3 separate regions of the Hordeum vulgare genome follow, and all the other regions are linked to region 3. The links are chromatin contacts, called in public Hi-C maps. All regions are on one chromosome and are shown on one strand. The core of a region is the stretch at or near the end of the contact, and the rest is flanking DNA. Distances in the headings are between cores, read along the strand shown.

Evidence for each region. Hi-C and Micro-C count contacts between places; a contact is called where the count stands out from the background.
Region 1: a Hi-C map of leaf shows a contact between it and region 3, with 5 times the contacts expected there. The contact joins two enhancer-like sites. A contact is called at or near these places in 2 of 6 Hi-C or Micro-C datasets (leaf and seedling).
Region 2: a contact with region 3 is called in a Hi-C map of seedling, with 7 times the contacts expected there. The contact joins two enhancer-like sites. A contact is called at or near these places in 3 of 6 Hi-C or Micro-C datasets (leaf and seedling).

Annotation. Positions count from the first base shown.
Region 1 is chr5H:421,978,059-421,981,301 of MorexV3_pseudomolecules_assembly, forward strand. No RefSeq gene overlaps it. Among protein-coding and RNA genes, the nearest start is that of LOC123395973, 97 kb to the left of the region's middle. Within about 2 kb of position 1,358, at least 3 of the 3 cell types and tissues checked have open chromatin away from gene starts, as enhancers often do. A contact at or near this core is called in leaf and seedling, where this site is marked.
Region 2 is chr5H:421,794,267-421,797,655 of MorexV3_pseudomolecules_assembly, forward strand. No RefSeq gene overlaps it. Among protein-coding and RNA genes, the nearest start is that of LOC123395973, 87 kb to the right of the region's middle. Within about 2 kb of position 1,320, at least 3 of the 3 cell types and tissues checked have open chromatin away from gene starts, as enhancers often do. A contact at or near this core is called in leaf and seedling, where this site is marked.
Region 3 is chr5H:421,101,269-421,104,354 of MorexV3_pseudomolecules_assembly, forward strand. No RefSeq gene overlaps it. Among protein-coding and RNA genes, the nearest start is that of LOC123395936, 18 kb to the left of the region's middle. Within about 2 kb of position 1,588, at least 3 of the 3 cell types and tissues checked have open chromatin away from gene starts, as enhancers often do. A contact at or near this core is called in leaf and seedling, where this site is marked.

The DNA of each region.
Region 1 (3,243 bases), core at 108-2,607, 880 kb after region 3:
TTCTTTCGGATTTATTTTTATTTTTTCGTACGCGTTTGAGGCTTTTTAGATTGGGTTTTTCTGATTTGTTTTTGGTGTTTCGGTTTTTCATCTGTCTTTCTTAGCCTTTTGACGAAAATCCCATAAAAAAAATAATAAAAAAAATCACGAAAAGACGCGTTCTCTGTTTTTTTCGCAAGAGGCATGTTTTTTTGCTTTCTCAAGAGACACGATTTTGCCTTCGCGAGGGGCACCGACGAGCGTTTTGGAAACAAAAAAAATGTGTTTTCTGTTTTTGTACGAGAGTCACGGTTTTGCTTCTTGGAGAGGCACGATTTTATTTCCACGAGAGGCACGTTTTGGCCTTCGAGAGCCGTGCCTTTTGGAAAGGAAAAAAAATGTATTTTCTGTTTTTTTCTGCGAGAAGCACAGTTTTGTTTCCGCGAAAGGCACGATTTTGCCTTTGTGAGAGGCATGCCCGTGCCTCTCGGAAAGGAGTTTTTTTCGTGAGAGACACGATTTTGCTTCCATGAGAGATACGGTATTGTCTTAGTGAGAGGCACGGGCATGCCTCTCTGAAAGGAAAAAAACGCGAAAAAACATGTTTTTTTTTCTTTAGCGAGAGGCACGGTTAATTTGGTCCGTTTTTTTTGTGAATTTTTTTTCGTCAAAACCTATGAACATGGGATCTAGTTTTGAAGATCTCAGCGCGAGAAATTCAACGGTTCAAGATATGGGCGCACGGTTTAGAAGATAAAACATTTTAAAAATACGAATCTACGAAAAAGGGAAAACTTACAAGTGACACGCATGTAGTACGCCACTTATCGCAACTTGAGAGGTGGGAGCGATCTTTGAAAGGAGTGAGCTTGTTTGGGATTGCTCTACTCCTTAAAATCCAGCTGTGCTTCATAAAAGACAAGCCAAACAGGGTAGCTCCATGATATGCTCCTCCGCAAAATAACTAGAATCTGGGATACGCCTTCAAAGTTTTTATGAAGCCCCTGAGAGGGTGCTCTAAAAACGCTAAAAGCTGGAGCTGGGGGGAAATTATCCACCACTGCCACTAGTAAGTGGATACCCCTTCATTATCTTTTCCCTCAACCAATGAAATAGATTCTTTTCATCAAATTTTCTATTTTTGAAGCTCGAGCTAGATTGAAGCCAAATATTTTTTTGATAGTGCTTTAGCTTATGTAGGAAACTGCTGAAAGTGAATTTGATAAAGTAAAACTTATTTTAATAAATTGAAGCAGTTCCAAACAGGGCCTAAGGATTTCATACATCGTGTAGCAAAGGAATCTCGATACTGGGCTGACCAGTTAAACGTCGCCTGTAGGCAGTTCGTATTGAGAATTGTCACGGGGGACATATAGCCCTAGCTACATTGGCTCGCGACCTGGGCCGATGTAGTAAGTAACTAGGCTTCCTCACCCGGTCACTCCTATGATATGCCATTTTTTTTCTCGTCGTTAATTTCGCTCATGTCTGCAGGTCCACTGTACTGGGAAAAAAGTTTTGTCTTTGAAAAAAATAATGAATTCAAAAAGTCCAATTATGATTTAAAAAACACGAAATTCATAACAGTTCATGATTTTTTTATCAAATTTGGAAAATAAATACAAAATTAATAAAGTTCATAAATTTATACAGTTTATGCATATTATAAAAAAATCATGAACTTCGTAATGTTCAATAATTTAAAACCAAAATCTCAAATTTCCAATAAGTTCATGAATTTCAAAATAGTTCATGGGTTTGAAATATTTCACAAATTTGTGAATGTTTTCTAATTTGAGAAAAGCTTGTTTCAACCCATAAACATTTCATGGAAATTACATAAAATTTGTAAATGTTTTGTAAAAGTCAACTATCAAAGGTGCCTAGTCTAAGGACCGCGATCAATTATCAGTATGATACTAGGTTGGCCCTTTCCGAGCATTGAGTGAGAGATGCTACTTTAGACAAGCGACGCGAAGACTATATCGCATCTATACTATAAAAGGCACGACACGACAGATCCAACTTACAATCTAAGTCGTCTAATCACCCAATCAATGATTTAAAACGATCGTTAACAAAACTAACGAAAAGCTAATCCCGCTTCATCTCCCTCCTTGTGTCCCATCATCCACTAACCATACCGTCCTAGAAAAAAACCATCCATCTGCACGACCTCCTCCTCCTCCTGCCCAAACTGTCGACGACTCCTTCTCCCGCCCCGCCATTGCCGGCCCTCCTCTCCCCGCTACTCGCGCCTCACCACCGTCGGCCCTCCTCTCCCTGCGCCCCGTCACCGCGGCCTTCGTGCCCCACACCCCACCACCACCGTCCCTCCTCTCCCCGCAGCCCGCCACCGCAGCCTCCACGCCCCGCGCCCAGCCACCCCCGTCCCTCCTCTCCCCACGCCCCGCTCCCCGCCGACCCTCCCTGAGCCCGCGGCATGGCGGCACGGAGCTCTCTGCCGGCGGTTGGCCCGCACCGATGACGCCCTCCCGCCTGAAGTGCCTTGCCTCGTCTCTCATGGATGACGTCGTCCAGCCTCCGAGTCAAAGCGTCTACGATGCAGTCCTAGGCTCTTGGTTGCTATCTCGCTTGCGAGCTTCCTCCATGCTCAAGGTCAGGGAATATGGATTCCTCTTCTGAATTCGATGTTTTTTGTTGTTAGATTGCCCCTTTTCCCTTTTTTGGTTACGGTACTCTTTCCGTGCTTGTGATAATTCGACAGTGTTTTTGGCGAGGATGTGAGATCCCTCCTTTTCTCCTTTCAATATGTCAAATTGATTTTATGTAGCATTTTTTGATCTTATTTTCCTAATCCAACTCCTTTGCACGAATCTGAACCTGACGATGACCAGAGAATGATGTATGTGAGAGGTACCAGTGTTACCTCATAAGCATATCAAAATATAAGCATCCATTGTATAATTATTCAGTTATACTGTAATCCATGCCTCAACAGTCGACTAGATTAAACGAGATGATGGACATTGGAATTCCAGGGAGGACCATTAGGCAACCGACTAGATGATACCCCGCGCGTTGCTGCGGGACTTGTTTATCTATATATAGTTGGATGGTCAAATATATCATCCCTAAAATGTACTTAAAGATTTATTGTTGACTTTATTTTTTGGTGTAAAGAATGAACAATGAAAATGAAATTTAAACTTAGTAATGGACAGTTGGTATTCTTGGTGTTTATGTTTTGAATTCATCGAAACATATAGATTTAGACATTTTCACACACAGTAGGAGGAGAGA
Region 2 (3,389 bases), core at 70-2,569, 690 kb after region 3:
GTACTGTATCGGGAGTACCGGGAGGGTACCGGGGACCATCGGGAGGGGTGTCACGCCCCGAGGGGCCTTATGGGCTGTGGGAGGATACAAACCCACCCCTAGTGGGCTGACATAAGCTCCCGCTAAGGCCCATGAGGTTTGAGAGGCAAAAAAACTCAAAGATGAAAAAGGTGGAAATGGTTTCTAAGTGGAAAGGAGGAATCCTAGTAGGATTGGAGTAGGACTCCTTCACCTCCAATTTCGGCCAAACCTTGAGGGTTTGTGGCTGCCTCCTCCCCTCCCTCCCTACTATATATACTAGAGGTATTGAGGGTTTTTGAGACACAGAAAAACAGCCACTTGCTCCCTCTACTTCTCTCTAGATCTGTTTTTCCTCTAGTCTAGTTCGGCGGTGCTTAGGTGAAGCCCTGCTGGATTAGTTCACCACCACCACCACCACGCCGCCGTGTTGGAGAACTCATCTACCTCTCCACCCCTCTTGCTGGATCAAGAAGGCGGAGATCGTCATCGAGTTGTACGTGTGCTGAACGCGGAGGTGTCCTCCGTTCGGCACTAGATCGGGACGGATCGTGATGGGATCGCGGGACGGGTCGTGATGAGATCGTGGGACGGACTGCAATTTGGATCGCGAAGATGTTCCACTACATCAACCGTGTTATATACGCTTCCGTTTAGCGATCTACAAGGGTATGTAGATTAACTCTCCCCTCTCGTAGATGATCATCACCATGGATAGATATTGCGTGTGCGTAGGAATTTTTTTTCCCATACGACGTTTCCAAGAGTAATGTGCATGGATAGGGTTTGATTCTCGGCGGCCGGCTTAAATAGTCAGGTCAGGGCACTAGGAGGTCCGCTGGAGCGGGCCATGCAGTGACGATGGAAATGTCCATCAAACCGTCGTATTTTCGGACGATTTTCTAAAGAACCTCATCGTGAGTCCGACGTGATGGACGTGTCCGGACGGCTCTATAACTTCCCCATAATTAAGAAACCGGTCAATTCAGATGTTTGAGCCCCTTTAAGTAGTCCGTTTGAATTTTTTTTGTGACCGTCCAATGACTGAGTTGTATGTTCTAATATTTGGAACATTTTAGGACGCCCGGTGGTAGATGATCCTACTATCGGTACACACGTGATGACTTGAGGATGTTCCGAGTCGATCCATTTGCCGTCCATGTCGCCCCTGAATGGCTGACATGCATGATCGTCACCACCGATCGATTTGCGCGTGTGTAATTAAATTAAGCACGTAACAGCCAGTGGGGGCGCACCCGGACCTGATACCGATCGATCTGTCGATACCTAGCGCTAGCGTACGTTCAAAGGAGCCCGTAAATGCGAAAGGTACTCGGCATACGTACGTACGTACCTGGCTGTTCTACTGTGACTGGACCGCGCAGTGTTAGCGTTACGTGCGTGCTGCTCGTGGCTAGGCTACAGGGGTAGGCCCGGATGGATCACTCGGAACTGCTTCACTGTACCGTGCGCACATTCCCGTGGCCGTGGGACGGAACGGGAAAGGGACCGTTGATACGTTTCCCCAAGGGTATAAATGTCGCCAAGTGAACCTTTGACCAGCTCCTGCGTGTTTTGACTTTTGCCACGGTTTTCGTTTCATCTTTTAGGTCGAGTACGTGCCTGCGGTCAGATGGTCGAGGATTTCTACCGTGAGCAGTAGGAGCCGTTGTTATTTTCTTGGGGCCAGTTCATCCTCGTTGACCCGGATTCGATTTCTAGAATTTGCACCGCGTGTCGTTGTTCCGAATGAACTGTAAGCTCGGTGATAAACTGTGAGTTGAGTGATACGACGGGTGCTCAGCATCTGATTTGTGAAAGACGTACACTTACATGTACTCCATGTTGTTTACTTAGAGCATCTACAACCACAACCGAATTCTTTAAACCCGTTCGGTCATTGTTTGGTCAAAAAATTTTATCCAGTTAGATCCCAGAAACGAGCCTCAAACGTCTGATTGACAGGCATCCCTCATATCCAATCCAAATATGAGACGGATATGTGGAGCCTCAACACGTCTGAGGCACACTCGTGTGGTCCGCACTAGCACGCATCGATACCACATATATTCGTACCCATCCACTTGCCGGACCAAATACTAGCCACTTCACTTCACCCACATCCGACACCAAGCTCACCTCCGGTGATCACCGACCTTCTCCGACATGGCGGACAGCGGATTTGAGTCCTTCACCTCCAGATGTGTCGATCATGAGCTCATCCCACGAGCGGATCCACGTTACATGTAATAATATGGATTTGAGGTTTTTAATTTAAGGTGACCAGTTGTAAAATATATTATTGAAGGCGTGACCGATCGGTATGGGTGGATGCGTCCGTAGGCGTTTAAGGGACCGGATTTACAAGTTACGGTTGTAAATGCTCTTAGATATCTTTAGCAACAACATGCAAATTTTCTCTCACATTCGTCTATGGACAGAAAAATCAGCCCGCGGACACGAATGTAAGAGACCACCATCGAACACCATTCACATACATTTCAACCCATATTTAAAAACCGGACAAAATTCATGAAAACCGATTGATATTCATCAAAATTCGAATGAAAAGTAACACAGATCATCGATACATAGCAGGAAATTAAGTATAGTACAACATTGTCTCAAATTCGACTAGATTAATCGAAAGTCTAACAGGTTTTTTATCCACGGATCATGCCCCCTCCTACACACACATATTTTCCCTACAGTTTCATCCAACAGCGTATGCGTATAAATAACCGTCCCTTTGTCTTCCGATACATCACAACAACACGTGTGGGCTACATAATGTGTAGACCAACATTGAATGAAAAATCAATCAATAAGTTAAGCAAGAGGAAGCAAAAATTATGATCTCGTTCGTTGTCGCGTGCAATGATCAGCTTGCCTTCAACTGACGAACCACATTATAAAACTTGATGATGCTGGTGTAGATAGCATACGGGTGATAAGGTAAGGGCATCACATTGCGTGCTTGGATGATATACATGTCGTAGGACGTAATGTGCTTTTGTCGGTGAAACGATTCATGCACTTGTTGTGAGAAGGTCTTTCCTCTGCTCCTGCCTACGAAATCAACGGATACAGCCAACCACACATCGCATAAAAACTCATCCTTCATGGTCGAGTAGCTCACAACCCTTCGTACTTCAAAAACGACATGACGTTCGAAAATAAGCTCAATGAAATTTTAGCGAACACCTACTGGACATGGCGTCCACCATGAAAAGCGTCCACAGGGAAGCGGAGTGTATGTGGATACAAACGACTTCATGATGAACAACGCCATCATAGAGGCTAGCGATTGTGGACGTTCGACAATGCCTCTGTAACAGCAGGAGACGTACAACAACGATGATGGAGGTGAA
Region 3 (3,086 bases), core at 338-2,837:
TGTAAAAATGATCAAAATAGGAGTGTGCTCCCCATGTTTAGGGCAAATCCTATTTAACGGGCGCCTGCAGAGCAACCCCTCAATGAGCGATCTGGGCTGGCCCATATAACTTCTGTTTATTCTGTAAAAATGATCAAAATAGGAGTGTGCTCCCCATGTTTAGGGCAAATCCTATTTATCGGGCGCCTGCAGAGCAACCCCTCAATGAGCGATCTGGGCTGGCCCATATAACTTCTGTTTATTCTGTAAAAATGATCAAAATAGGAGTGTGCTCCCCATGTTTAGGGAAAATCCTATTTGGCGCTTATGCGCCCGTTAACAAACGGGCGCCTGCAGAGCAACCCCTCAATGAGCGATCTGGGCCGGCCCATATAACTTCTGTTTATTCTGTAAAAATGATCAAAATAGGAGTGTGCTGTAGGAGTCGATCTCGTGATCGGTTGTTACATCTACGACGACCGTAACCACTACGACATCGACCAATTAGTTATTCCTAATTTATTTTCTCTTATTTGTTCTCTCATGTGGCGTGAGTCCTTCCAAGCCATTTTTTTCTTTGTTCGTGGTCATTTCAGGATGGATCATTTCTTTTTCTTTCTTTTGTTCTTTTTTCTGTTTTCTTTCTCATTCGATGATTTTGTTTTAAATTCATGAAATTTTTTCTTCAAAATTGATGATTTTTCCCAAATTTGTTGTACGTCTTTTCAAATTCAATGTTTTTTTTTAAATTTGATGAACTATTTTCAAATTGGATGAATTTCTTTCTAAAATCAATTATTATTTTTCAATTTCGTTGAATAGTTTTTAGGTTAGATGAACTTTTTTCGAATTTGGTGAACTTTTTTTTCAAATTTGATGAACTACTGGCACATTCGACGATTTTTTTTAAAAAACGATGAACTTTTTTCTAATTTGATGAACTTTTTTATCATTTGGTCAACATTTTTCAAATTCACTGACCTTTTTTTCAAGTTCAATGTTTTTTTTCAAATTTGATTTTTTTTTTCAAATTGGATGAACTATTTTCTAATTCGATGATTTTTTAAATGATCAACTTTTTTCTAATTTGATGATCGTTTTTTATAATTTGATGAACTTTAAAAAAAATCAGTGAACTGTTTTTCAAAATTTGTGAACTTTTTGCAAATTCAATGGTTTTTTTTGCGAAAAATGATGAACTTTTATCAAATTCGAGGAACATTTTTTAAAAATAGGTATTTTTTTCCAAATTTATGAACTTTTTTCAAATTTGATGAACTTTTTCGAAAAATATTGAATTTTTATAAATTGGAATGATTTCTTAAAATTGGTTAATGTTTTTAAAATTCGATTAACTTAGAAAAGTTATTAACATTTTTGAAATTTTATGAACGTTTTTTTAGAATCAGTGAACTTTTTTGAATTTGATTGACTTTAGAGAAAAATATGATCGTTTTTAAAATGCATGAACTTTTTAAAATATCAATTTTTATTTTATTTTCTTCTTTATCATTAAAGTTAAAGTTTATTGGGCCGCCCCAGTATGGGGCGCTGCAGGTGCCAGGAGCGGGAATGGGCGCCTGCAGTACGGACCACCCCATGTTTAGGTACCGCTTGTAGGGAGCTCGATCACACCAACAGGAGCTCCCGTCATGGGCCGGTCCACATCATTGTGTGCACCGTGGTTTTCTGCCCGTCCAACATTTGGTTTGGTTATATGTTTTTGTTTTTATTGCTGGTATTTGCTAGCTTCTATAGCATTCATGACATTTTATAAATAATATTCATACTTCAAAAAATATTTGTACCACTCCAAAGAAAATACACGCTTAAAAACTATTCATAACATTTTTTAAAATGTTTGTGCCATTCAGACAAATGTTCATGATGTTTAAAAAAGTATTTATCATCTGTTTCAAAATGTGCATGGTATGTATATAATTCTTTTTTCGTTTACTTAAATATGTTAAACATATTTTTGGAAATATTCACTATACATTATAGAAATATGTACCATATATTATAAAAATGTTGGACCTGTATTGAAAATATATTCAACTTGCGTTTTAAATTGTTCACCATGTATTTAAATAATGCTGAACATGCATTTAAAAAAATGTTCAAGTGTATTTAAGAAATATTCAACGTGTATGTAAAAAATATTTAACATGTACTTACAACAGGTTTGACGTCTATTTATAAAAATGTTATGCATATTTGCAAATACAAATATGTAATAAATAGAAATAATATATAGAACAGTAAAAAGAGAAAAAACATAAGAAAAAAACCCCGTAAAAACTTGAAACAAAACAGAAAACAGATTAATAAAACATAGAAAAGGAGAAAAGGAAGCATATGACGAAATCTTCTGAGAATAACAAGGAATGGATTGCCCACAGACCATCTTGCAGTACGCTAGATATAGCAAAAATATTAGGCCAGATATAGACCCCTAAAAGAAATATAAGTTGATTCTAGAAAAACATTATGTCCTGTTTGGAATGGGTGTAAGTTTTTACACCCGTATTAATTTTACACTTATGACTTACCGACCACGTCTTGTTTTCTATGTAGAATAAAAACAACGAAAGAAGGTATGTATCCTAAACCGGCCACAAACGAGCTTAAACGCTGATCCAAACGCGACCTTAGGCGGGACAAAAGCTTTTGTGTCCGCTAAAGGCTATCTTGTCCACGACCTCTTGCATGGACGCAGCTTGAGTGACTTGATGAAGCTGAGTCTCACCGTAACTTAACCTTCTGTTTTAGCCACTCATTAATGATCCGACGTATCAGATTGACCCAGATTTCAAATGATTTTTTATAAGAGCTCAGAAAAATGATTTTTTTTCCAATAAATTATAAATGTTGCGTTTTGTATTTATCAAAAATTCAATCCATTTGGATGTATCGTTTTTGAATAAAGATTATTTATTCATTTGAACTCAAAAGGATATTAAGTCACAAACCATACATCCAAATGGCTAGAAACTTTCTCAGAATACAAATCGAAACATTTATGATTTATTGATTTTTTTTTCAATTTTTTCTGAAGACTTTTAAAAAAATTGTTTGAAATCTTAGTCAATTTGATAAGTCGGATC